Linked DNA regions of Mus musculus: all the other regions are linked to region 2. Evidence: chromatin contacts called from public Hi-C and promoter capture Hi-C data. All regions are on one chromosome and are shown on one strand. The core of a region is the stretch at or near the end of the contact, and the rest is flanking DNA. Distances in the headings are between cores, read along the strand shown. Region 1 overlaps Ncor2 (nuclear receptor co-repressor 2). Region 2 overlaps Scarb1 (scavenger receptor class B, member 1). Region 3 overlaps Ncor2 (nuclear receptor co-repressor 2). Region 4 holds the start of Aacs (acetoacetyl-CoA synthetase).

Evidence for each region. A called contact is a pair of places that touch in the nucleus more often than the background predicts. Capture Hi-C pulls out chosen DNA fragments and counts their contacts.
Region 1: a contact with region 2 is called in a promoter capture Hi-C map of pancreatic islet. The contact joins two enhancer-like sites. A contact is called at or near these places in 2 of 15 datasets of contacts at CTCF or cohesin (both in the NIH/3T3 cell line), 3 of 484 Hi-C or Micro-C datasets (bone marrow-derived macrophages, cerebellum and stem cell-derived neural stem cells), 5 of 115 datasets of contacts at active chromatin or transcription factors (the NIH/3T3 cell line, bone marrow-derived macrophages, embryonic basal ganglia and 2 more) and 1 of 9 other capture datasets (pancreatic islet).
Region 3: a promoter capture Hi-C map of pancreatic islet shows a contact between it and region 2. The contact joins two enhancer-like sites. A contact is called at or near these places in 9 of 484 Hi-C or Micro-C datasets (the C2C12 cell line, Sertoli cells, cortical neurons and 6 more), 8 of 115 datasets of contacts at active chromatin or transcription factors (bone marrow-derived macrophages, embryonic basal ganglia, embryonic forebrain and 5 more) and 3 of 9 other capture datasets (adipose tissue, liver and pancreatic islet).
Region 4: a contact with region 2 is called in a Hi-C map of adipose-derived mesenchymal stem cells, with 4 times the contacts expected there. The contact joins the promoter of Aacs here to the enhancer-like site in region 2. A contact is called at or near these places in 1 of 39 promoter capture datasets (pre-B cells), 20 of 484 Hi-C or Micro-C datasets (B cells, the C2C12 cell line, CD4 T cells and 13 more), 3 of 115 datasets of contacts at active chromatin or transcription factors (bone marrow-derived dendritic cells, bone marrow-derived macrophages and large pre-B cells) and 3 of 9 other capture datasets (adipose tissue, liver and pancreatic islet).

The regions. Positions count from the first base shown.
Region 1 is chr5:125,079,808-125,082,507 of GRCm38.p6, reverse strand. It overlaps Ncor2 (nuclear receptor co-repressor 2), which reads left to right. Exons shown (of 47, transcript NM_011424.3): 13 at 1,324-1,378. Among named protein-coding and RNA genes, the nearest start is that of Rflna, 78 kb to the right of the region's middle. Within about 2 kb of position 1,272, at least 171 of the 459 cell types and tissues checked have an H3K27ac peak or open chromatin away from gene starts, as enhancers often do. A contact at or near this core is called in cerebellum, pancreatic islet and stem cell-derived neural stem cells, where this site is marked.
Region 2 is chr5:125,282,856-125,285,555 of GRCm38.p6, reverse strand. It overlaps Scarb1 (scavenger receptor class B, member 1), which reads left to right. Exons shown (of 13, transcript NM_016741.2): 10 at 824-875; 11 at 1,511-1,657. Among named protein-coding and RNA genes, the nearest start is that of Gm32701, 19 kb to the left of the region's middle. Within about 2 kb of position 1,390, at least 127 of the 459 cell types and tissues checked have an H3K27ac peak or open chromatin away from gene starts, as enhancers often do. A contact at or near this core is called in adipose-derived mesenchymal stem cells, cerebellum, cortical neurons and 4 more, where this site is marked.
Region 3 is chr5:125,119,578-125,122,277 of GRCm38.p6, reverse strand. Ncor2 (nuclear receptor co-repressor 2) reads left to right here. Exons shown (of 47, transcript NM_011424.3): 3 at 2,669-2,700. Among named protein-coding and RNA genes, the nearest start is that of Ncor2, 58 kb to the left of the region's middle. Within about 2 kb of position 1,312, at least 6 of the 459 cell types and tissues checked have an H3K27ac peak or open chromatin away from gene starts, as enhancers often do. A contact at or near this core is called in pancreatic islet, where this site is marked.
Region 4 is chr5:125,474,425-125,477,124 of GRCm38.p6, reverse strand. Aacs (acetoacetyl-CoA synthetase) reads right to left here and starts at 1,252. Exons shown (of 18, transcript NM_030210.2): 1 at 1,016-1,252. The coding sequence starts at 1,148.

The DNA of each region.
Region 1 (2,700 bases), core at 23-2,522, 200 kb after region 2:
CTTACATGTACAACCCTATACATGCGTCCTCAGCAGCAGCGTGAAGTGCCCAGGCCAGGCTGAACGCAGGACCTCATGTGGGCCTATCTCTTGATACCACTGAGCCTCTTGTTTTAGTTCTCAGATGAGGTCTCGCTAAGTTGCCCTGCTTGGTTTGAAACTCACAGTACCCCAGGCTGGCTGTCCACCTGCCTCAGGCTCCTGAGTTGCCCAGTTACAAGTTGTATCATCAGACCTGGCTTCGCCTGTCTCCAGTGAACTGTGCTGGGAAGAGGGACGGGGCCCTGCAGTGTCTTAAGTTAGGTTCCTGGTGTCCTGGGACCCATCACTGCCTAGGGAAATGCTAGTGGTACCCTAGGCTTGCCTGCTATCTGGGTGGACGGGGCCCTGGAAGGGTAGCCACCATCCTGCCAATCTGCTACCTCTGCTTCCTTGGGAAGAGTCTAGAGGCTCTTCCGGATTCCCCAGTGTCTGGCGGGGAGAATGGGAGGGGCCTCTGGACTTCTGCCCAGCCACCTGGAGGCCAGGCGGGGGCAGCCCAACACAGACTGAACACTGGTGGGAACTGGACCAGTACTGCTGGCAGCCATTTCTTACCCCCACCCCCACCTACCCTGGGACATACTAGGGTGGTGGCAATTCATTGGAGACAGGGGGCAGGCCCAATGACGCCACCCAGCACCCTTAGGGTGTGAGCAGGCCTTGACCCTATCCCCACCCCCACAGCTGCCTGGCCCTGACATTTCAGCTGGCCGGCTTTCCCAGTAATGCTTGGGCTTCGCAGGAAGCTGGTGGCTTGGCGCCAATTCCCGCCACCCCCTGCGGCTCCAGCCACTTTTGGCTTTTCCTGGGCATCCGAGGTTCCGCTCCAGCACTCAGGAGGCCTCAGTGCCTGGCTTGTCCAACCTCGCCCAGGCAGGCTTAGCTTGGCATAGGCTGGGCCTGGCTGGGCCGGGCCAGGCCGAGCCAGGCCCAGCTTCTTAGACCCGGCTGGGGAGAGAGACAAAAGCATATCTGGGGAGGTGGGGGGACCCCACTGGCAAGCTGAATGCCGTGTCCTCATTTTTCCTGGAAGCCTGCGGCAAGACAAACAAATGTATTTTCAAAGGCATTACAGCCAGTGAGTCACTCGGAGGAACGCCCTGGACCCTGGTCCCTGCCCCGAAGCCCTTCCCACGCCCTGAAGATCTGCTAGTGGGGCGGCGCCCGCCAAGCCAGGCTGGGGTGGCAGGCACTGGGCACTCTCAGCTCTTGATTGTCCCGTAGGGCTTCCCTCAGCCTCAGCCTGGCCTCAGCATTGGCCTGTCTTTCTCTTCCCCCCAGGTTTATGCAGCACCCTAAGAACTTTGGCCTGATTGCCTCATTCCTGGAGAGAAAGGTGAGTGCCATCCCTGGCTGGCAGAGCTGGGCACTAAACCGGCTTGCCATCCACTCCTTAGGGCCGATGTCTGGGCTGGGTGGAGCGCTTGCCCCTCCTCTGTCTCTCTGGCCAGCTCCATCCTTTTTCCTGCCTCCACCTCCTTCCTCAGGGGGAAAGCCAGGCAGGCCCCACCCTGGATGGGGAGGAGCCTCAAGGCTTCAGGCCCAGGCCACCCAGGAAAGCTGTAGGGACTGGCATCACACAGCCATTTGCCCAGCACACTGGGTTGGGCGCCGGTTCTAAGAGTTTTGCCACGTTCCAACTGAGGCCTTGTGGCCAGGAATGGCCTGCATCCAGGTCTGTGTGTGGAGTAATCTCCTGGGCCCTTGTCATGGGTAATATGGGTTTTCTGACAACTCTAGATACCACTACTTCCGGTGTGTGGCTAACATGTCTATCATTCTGAACAAACCTTCATGCAGAATTGATATTTGAACCCAACCTGTTCCCTAAACCAGAGCCTGAAAGCACTCTCCTCTGGCTCTGTCTCTCGTCGGTAAGGAGTTACATTGTCCCCAGAGGGCAGTTAGCTGGCTTTCACTTACATACCAGGCTAGCCTACAGTACATGAACAACCCGTGGTGGGCAGGTGGCAGGGTTGGCTGTGTGCTGGAGTTGGTCCTGTAGGCCCAGCACCTCAGACTACCAGGGCCCACCCTTGTGGGCTGTAGTTGGTGTCTAGACCCTCAACAGTGGGATGTCCAGCCTGCCTGGCCCCCTGCCCTGAGTCTGCCCAGGGATGCTGGCAGCTGGTGGGAGGTGGGACCCGGGATCTAGACAGCCGTTCTCAAAGACCGTGATCATTCCTCACTGTTCCAGTGGGCTGATACGGTCTGGAGAGATGGGACCCTCTGGGATCTGGGACCTGAAGAACCAGTGTTGGGAACCAGTTATAGCCTACCTGTCTGGTGATGCCAAGCATCCTGATGGGTATGGGTGACTCAGTAGCTCTAGGTTTAAGGCTAGGGCTCCACAGAGCCAGGATGGCTCTTAAATTGGTGGTTGAGTAAGGCTGTGGGGGAGGGAGGAGTGGAATCTGAGGGCGAGAGGCGCTCAAAGAGGGTGTAGATGAGGCAGATCAGAGCTTCTAGGACACAGGTGGCTGCTAAGGCCACATCACCTTCCTGGGCTGGCTGGCACGCAGTTCCTCCGGTGGGTCATGGGTGTGGGCGAGGGTTGGCTTGGGGGAACCCCATGGAAATAGTGTTTGCTCATGGCATACTCCAGGAGTGTCCTGATGTGTAGGCAGCTGGGGTCTGTCCCACCCCGCAGTTCTCATG
Region 2 (2,700 bases), core at 141-2,640:
TACTACTACTACTACTACTACTACTATTTGGCTTTTTGAGACAGGGTTTCTCTGTGTTAATAACCTTGGCTGTCCTGGAACTCACTTTGTAGACCAGGTTGACCTCAAACTCACAGAGATCCACCTATCTCTGCCTTCCCAAGAGCTGGGATTAAAGGCATTGTGCCACCACATACACAGATATTATTATTTATTTTTAAAGTTGTATTTATGTATTTTATGAATGAGTGGTCTGTCTGAATGTACACCTGTGAGCCAGAGGAGGGCATCAGATGCCATGATAGATGGTTGTGAGCCACCATGTGGTGGCTAGGAATTGAACTCAGGACCTTTTAACCGTTGAGTTATCTCTCTAGCCCCATTTTTAGTTGTGTTTAGTGTGTGTGTGTGTGTGTGTGTGTGTGTGTGTGTGTGTGTGTGTGTATAGGTGCATGCCACAATGAACATGTGAAGGTTGGGACAACTTTAGGGAGCCTGTTCCACCTTCTGGGTCCCGGGGATGGAACTCAGGTCTTCAGGCTTAGCAGCAAGCACTGTCACCCACTCAGCTGAGCCTTGCCACGCCCCTTAATTAATTTTTTGCATCAGGGTTTCCTGTAGCCCAGGCTAGCCTCAAACTTGGCTAAGGATAGTCAACTGTACGTAGCGTTACAGGCTCCCCTTTATCTTTCTGTCTCATTTTCTTGTGAAGTGGTTTCGACTGAGCGAAGGCCTTTCACATGGTAACCAGTAGCTCTCCCACTGACACCCCAAGCCCCAAACATAGCTCCATTGCGAGGGTCACATCACCCCTGGTCACTCACTTTGTGTCCCATGTTTCCAGGCAAACAGGGAAGATCGAGCCAGTAGTTCTGCCGTTGCTGTGGTTCGAACAGGTGAGTCTATGAAGGTAGAAGGGAGTCTGGGGTCTCTGTATGTTAGCTGAGGCTTTTAGTTCGCTTTGATGCTAATGTTATGTTAACTTCCGGTACCTAAATTTAGCTATTTGTATGTTTAGCCTGCCCATATGTATGTATGTATGGTTATCATGTGAGTGCCCGGTACCCGCAGAAGCCCAGAGAGCATCAGGTCTCCTAGAACTGGAATTACAGATGGTTGTGAGCCGTCAAGTCTGAAACGTGGGCTCTCTTGAAGAGCAGCCAGCGCTCTTAACCACAGAGCCATTTCCAGGTTTTGTTAATGGCCCCTGAGAGGGGGGAGTGGAGATGGAATTCCGCACCAGGCCACCCTGCAGGCATCCTGATCTCGTCGCCCTTCAGGTCCTAAGACTAGATTCTAACCAGCGAAAGAGATGACTGTTAGGCGAGGAGGCTTGGGGCCAGATCCACCTCCCATTAGCCAGTGCCTCATTTCATGGGCGTGCCAACAGCAAGGGCGTCTGGGAAATGTAGTTCTCTTTGGACTTCTAGCCAAAGCGCCCGAGGCTCTCTGTTCTGATTTGGGGCGGGGCACGGCACAGTGGGATGGGTGCCTTGGAGACGCAGCGTGCAGCCCGACCTTTCTTCTGCAGAGCGGAGCAATGGGTGGCAAGCCCCTGAGCACGTTCTACACGCAGCTGGTGCTGATGCCCCAGGTTCTTCACTACGCGCAGTATGTGCTGCTGGGGCTTGGAGGCCTCCTGTTGCTGGTGCCCATCATCTGCCAACTGCGCAGCCAGGTAAGTAGGAGGGGCGGCCACGCCTCGGACTCGGCTCGGGTTTCAGCCGACCTCTGTTTCCTGCAGCTAGCTCTTGTTCTACCTCCTCTCTCGCACCCTGCAGTAACTTTTCTCTACAAGTCCTGGAAGGCCCAGGACCCTCCCAGGTCGGGGCTAGGCTGAGGCTAGGTACCCAGTCATTTGGCCAACAAGTGGGTGCCACTTGGTGCCCGCTCTGGAAAGTGCCTGCCGAAGGTAGAGGTGGGGGGTCAGGGCTGGGCTGGTTAGAGAAGCAAAGGAAAGCCAGGTTAAACCAAACAGAGAAGATAGTTTTTCCCAAGGAAAATGCTCTGGGCTGGAGTTGGGTGTGAGATGGAAGTGGGAGGAGCCACGTGTGGAACCATGAACTTAGATTTTCTAAGTCCAGAGAAAAAAGTGAAAGAAATTAGTTATAAATTTTGCTTGACCCAAATATATCAGCATATGAGGCTGAAGTTTTACATCAGCCATAGAGCACTTGTTTAGCCAGTGTGAGGCCTTGTATTCAGGCCTCAGCGCTGACAGGAAAAAAAAATAATCAAAAATAATGAAAATATTTAAAAAAGAAGAAGAAAAGAAAAGAAGGTCTGGAGAGATAGCTCAGTGATTATGAGCACTTACTGCTTGCAGGGACCCAGGTTCGATTCCCAGCACCTACCTGGTGTTCTGCAACCAACTGTAACCCTTGTTCTGTAACCCTAGTTCTGTAACCCTAGTTCCAGGTGATCTCAAGGCACACACACAGTGCATATACTTGCATGGAGAACACTCATACACATAAACTAATACAGGTGCCTATAATCCCAGCACTCAGGAAGGAAGGAGGCCAGGGGAGAAGGATCCGGTTCAAAATCATCCCTGGTTACATGTAGGGTTTGATCAAGGCCAGCCTAGGATACGTGACATCTTGTCTCCGAAAATCAATTAAACTTCAAAAAAAGAATAGTGTGGGCGACTGGAGAGATGGCTCAGCAGTTAAGAGCACTGGCTGCTCTTCCAGAGGTCCTGAGTTCAAGTCTCAGCAA
Region 3 (2,700 bases), core at 63-2,562, 160 kb after region 2:
CCTGACAAAATTGGCTGTGCCTAACCTTGGCCTTGGGCCTAGCTGGCTGACTCTTGGTTGAGGGATGGACCTGTGGGCTGTTGTTCAGTTGGTCACAAACTCTGCTCTGCCACCCAGGGCTCAGCCTGCTCCTGTCTAATGGCACTGGATGCTGGCCGGGGCTGATGTCCTAGGTGTGTGGGCACATCGTGGGGTCCTGTGCCCACCTGCTGTATACTGTCTTAGGGTCCTCATCTGTCTGTCCGTCCATTCATTAACTCTCTGGCTCGGTCATTGACCTGTTTGCTCATTCATCCACTCATTAGTGGATTCACTTGTCCATTTGCCTGACAAATACAGGTTAGATTTGTCACATGCCTTGGAGACCGAGCTGTGAAGGCAGAGATGCCCCCTCTCTGGGGAAGTCGACATTCTCTTGGGGTACAGTGGAACAAAGATGGGGCTAGAGGAGGCCATATTTAAGTGGAGAGACAAATATTGATGGTGGAGCTGGGACCCAAGAGGACAGACAGTGGGTGCATGGTGTCTGGATGCACAGCGTCACAGAAAACCCTGACTTGAGGCTCTTTTGGAATGAACATTCCGTTCAGGGGTGACAGGGGTAGGCTGAACTCCGCCTCCGTGTGATTTTGTGTGGCTCTCTACGTCTTAGACTCGTGCTGGGGTACAGTGCATTTGTTTCTTGGGGCTCCCCTCTTGTTCTGTTTGTAGTGGAAATATCCAGGGGCTGGGGTGGGCCTCTACCCCTGAGTCAGGTGTTATAATCAGTACGGGGCAGGCTTGAAGCCTGTGTCCTGTGACTGTCTCCGTTCCCAGCGGAGGGGCCAGTTGAGCCTCACCTGTACTATTCTTGCTGTGTGACCAGGAAGAGCTGTTCTTGCTCATCATTCTCTTGATGTTCAGATCGCCCATGATATCCTCCTTCTGGAGCTGCTTTTTTTGGGGGGGAGGGGTTGTCACATTAGTCAGCTTGTGCAGAGGGCTTGGTTACGGCGACCTAAGAATGGGATCATTTCTCTTGATGTCGTCCTTGCAGGGCCATCCTGGTATCCTTGTCCTTCTAGGTCGTGTTTTGCAAAGTCTTGATTGCCCGCTCCTTCCCTTGCAGTTTGGTCTCTGAGGTTTTCCAGTTGCTTGCCGTCTAGGGTCAGGATCCGGCTGCTCCCCCCCAGCGCATATGACTGCTACCATTGGTTCTTTGCAGTGAGAACTGCTTTAAGACACAGAGCCCGGGGCTGGAGAGAGGCCTCTGCTCAGCAGTTAAGAGCCTGCGCTGCTCTTTCAGAGGATCTGAGCTTGGTGTCAAGCACTCTCGTCCAGCAATGCACAGCTGCTTCTGACTCCAGGGGATCCAGTGTCCTCATGTTCTCTCTGGCTTATGTGGGCGCTGCACACATAAGACATACACACAGATACATAATTAAAGATAAAATGAAATCTACAACAAAATAAAAAGGGCTAAAAAGGAGAGGAAAATATGCCAAAGGAAAACTAAGTGACCTATATAGGTCATGCTGTCCACAGCCATACACGAGTCAGACATTACTAATCGATTGCCGTGCATGTAAGCAAGCATCCAGGCTGACAGAACAGATTGATTGGTCTGGCACAAGGCGGAAACCTGTCTTGTTTTTCTTATTAGAGATGGTGTGCACACTGACTCTCCTCTCCCACTTCCCTCATTTTCCCCCAGCGATAAAGTGATCTTAGTCCTGGTGAAAAATGTAAGAAGGCTTTATGCAGGGGTTTGTGGGATCCAGGTTAGGGCTGAGGGTGTAGTGGGTAGTGAGGGCGCCCGGCACCGCAATGAGACTTCAAGGTTGGGGAATTTATCACCTATGTTGACTCCCTGGCACTCTTGCTGCAAGGGTAGGCTAAGGTTGAGGTCTACTTTATGCACCGTGACGACCCAGGTGTGATGAGCAATCACATTGTTGTTCAAAGGGGGAGGGTGTAGCTTGCCTCTGCCTCTCCCCCTCCCCACACTTCATAAAAGAAGCTAGCTGTTTTTCTCACGGTGGGCGGGGCACCTGAACAGCAGCTTGGCTGGGACCTGCGTTTACATAGCTCCATCTGCCCTGGCTACGTAGTGCACACCCCCCAACCCCCTTTCCTGTCTGAGCCTGACTCTTCACCGGGATACCTGTCCAAGGATACTTGGGTCTCTATTGAAGGCAGATACATTTCTGCTCCATGGGCCGCTCCATGCTCAGCAGTGCCCTGCTAGGGCAGCTCCCAGCCCTATGTCTGTAGGCAGGGCCTGGGAGAGGTGATCCGTTCTTCTCTCAAAACCTGCAGCAGGGTGGTGTGGGCAGGGGTGAAGGTGGGATAGGCAAGCCGACCCTCTAGCCTGTAGCCTTAGGGGACCTGTGCTTAGACCCACTGCCCCTTCAGGTGCACCAGCTGGAGAGTGAGGCAATACAGGAACACCACAGGTCCCAGAGAAGCCCGAGTGGAGGTGTAGAGTCCAGTATTGTGGTTTATTACACTCTTCTACACCCCCAGCAGGATCTTGTAGCTAGACAGGGCTCTAAGCATGGTGGGACCATGGTGGTGGCAATTGTAGCTTGAGGATATAGACTGGGAACCCATCTGAGCCTCTTGGTGCAGGGTGGCAAGGAAGCTGTCGTTGTTCCTGTGCTCGCTCACTGTTCCCTTTCTTCTACAGGACGTGGGGCTGCTTGAGTACCAACACCACCC
Region 4 (2,700 bases), core at 3-2,502, 190 kb before region 2:
CAAGACAGACATTGATGCCAACGGAGACAAGGGGATCCCTGCAATTAGAGGGGTAACGGAGGTGAAAATGAAGAAGACAATCAACCAACCAACTCGAACTGAAAACCCCAGGCAAACACCTGAGAAGGGGGGCAGAGCAGGTGGAGGGACTAAGCAAGCCCCATGGATCCCTGGGAACGGCATATGGACAAGAACCTCGCCTGCCAAGGGCCTCTGCCCCACCCATAATCACACAGACCAGGGTGGTGGCTGGAAGCAGGATCTGTTTAGAGCTGGGGTAAGAAAGGACTCTACCTTAATTAACTTTAAAGGAAGGAGGAGGAACGAACTCTGACCTTTTCAGGAACCTGAAATTTCAAGCTGGTCCCTAGCAAAAGGCAGATGGAGGGAGCCTGTCACATGAAACCCGTGAACTCAAAAAGAACTGCAGATAAGGCCCGAAGGAAGCCCCCAACGAATGGAAGTCAAGACCTCAGGAGACATTTCCCAAGCAGGCAAGCCTAGCAAAAGATCGGAGGAACCAGAGGGTGTCTGCCACTTCCAGAGGGTGACTCGCCTGCAGAAAGGGGGCCTCTACAGGCCAGGCGGTGATGCTTCCCAAAACAGTGAAGGAAACATCATCAGAAGACCAGCACCTCCTAGAGGAGGGCCCAGAGCCAGGGGGCTCCCCCAACCCAAAGACAGGGACACTAGCCATCCATCCATCAGAGGCCCACGGCAACATCTAGGAGAACCTCTCTAGAGGGGGACCCCCAAGGCAACGAGGATCCCCCAATCCCTGTGCCATTCATCAAGGTACCTAAGTAGGGAAAGGGAGGGACCTCCCTAGAGGGGTACCCCCAAAGCAGGGGGCTTCCCCGACTGTAAGACAGGAACACTGGTCGGATATCCATCCAACAGAGGCTTATCCCAACAGCTAGCAGGGACCTTCCTAGGGCGGTCCTCCCTGGAGGGAACAGCTTCCGGGAAGGCCCGTGACGGGGGGGGGTGCACTAGCCGCGTGCCCCGTACTCACCAAGCGCCAGGCCGCAGGCGGTACCCACGGCCGCCCGGAAGCGGTCCATCTGCGTGTCCTTCTTGCTGTCAGGCTCCCACATCACCTGGCACTCCATGATCTCCTCGCGCTCGAGCCGCGCCAGCTTGGACATGGTTGCGGAGCTGCGTGGCCGGGGCTGCCGGGCTTTGGCTGAGAGCGGAGAGCGCAAGGCGTGGAGCGGATCAGCGGTGCGCCGACGAACCACAGCGCGAGACTGAACCAGCGCCGGCGCGGCCTGTGGGACATCCGGCCTGGTCACACCCCCAGCAGCCTTCGCCACGCCTCCAGAAAGCCACGCCTCTTGAGACCACGCCCTCTTCTGTAACCCTCCGCCGCGCCGCGCCTGCAAAAGGTGCGCTTGCTGCCAAAAAGAGTGCCTCGCCTGCGCAGGCGCGATAAGCATGTTCCACGCCCTCACTTATTGCACAACTTACCGGGTGTTGCTCTGTTTACTTATTGCCCTCGTTCGTTCGTTCATTCATTCACTTATTCAAATTAAGTTGCTCCTCCAACACTCACTTTAGCTGCGGAGATGTCTTAAGCCTAAAACGCGTGCAGAAGACCTCTAAAATGCGTGTCCGTGTCGCGTGTGCTCACTCACAGGGATGCTGTAGCAGGGATACATGGGGTATATAATGTAACATAAGATACTGAGTGAGTGAGACCTCAAGTCTATCGTCAAGACTGAAAATAAAAGCGTTAAGCACAGGACATTCTGGGGCAAGCCTGAAACCCAGCACTTTAAAGACTAAGACAGGAGGATGACAGTAAGTTCCACTCCAGCATGGACCTCAAAGCAAAACCCTGTAATCGGAATACTTGGGAGGTAGAGGTGGGAGAGGCGTCTGGGCTTTAAGATTATTCTTGTAACAGAGTGAGTTCAAGACTAGCCGGGGCGCCGGGCGTGGTGGCGCACACCTTTCTTTAATCCCAGCACTTGGGAGGCAGAGGCAGGTGGATTTCTGAGTTCGAGGCCAGCAGAGAAACCCTGTCTCGAAAAACCAAAAAAAAAGAAAGAAAAGAAAAGAAAAGAAAAAGACTAGTCCGGGCAAACTTTAAAAAGCCATGTGTTAAAACTAAAAGAAAAGAGAGGGCTAGGGATGTGACTCCATGTTGCTCACAGTGGCTTGCAGGTGACAGAAGGGAGCTTTAGGAAATCTTGCAGGTTTCCGAACAAAGAGAGGAGTCAGTGTCCAGGGCCCCCCAAGCAAGAATACTGTGTCCTGTGGGGTGTGCACGTTCAACTAACTGAAAAGGCCCAGGTCTTTGAAAAGGCCCAGGTCTTTGGTACTATAGCCCTGGAGTAGCAAAGTCAGTGAACGAAACGGTAGCAGCTTAAGTTCGTCCTGGGGGAACATCAGAGATGCTGGCTTTGAATCTGGGGGAGAGCATCAGAAGGTTCCTACAGAGAGAACGCATGCTCAGATCCTACTATGATGAGAACCTTCTGGATGCTAATAGTCTTGTCAGTCCATTTGGTACTTTGCTGTCTACCCAGTGTCTAAAATAACTGAAAACAAGTTAATTTTCTTTCTCTCTTTGTGTGTGTGTGCACATATGCATGTGTGTGCATGGGGGTGGGGGGGCCCACGCTTGCGTTGGTGTGTTTGGAGTTGAGAAGTCAATCATGTCAGAAGTCAATCATGGGTGTCATTCCTCAGTTG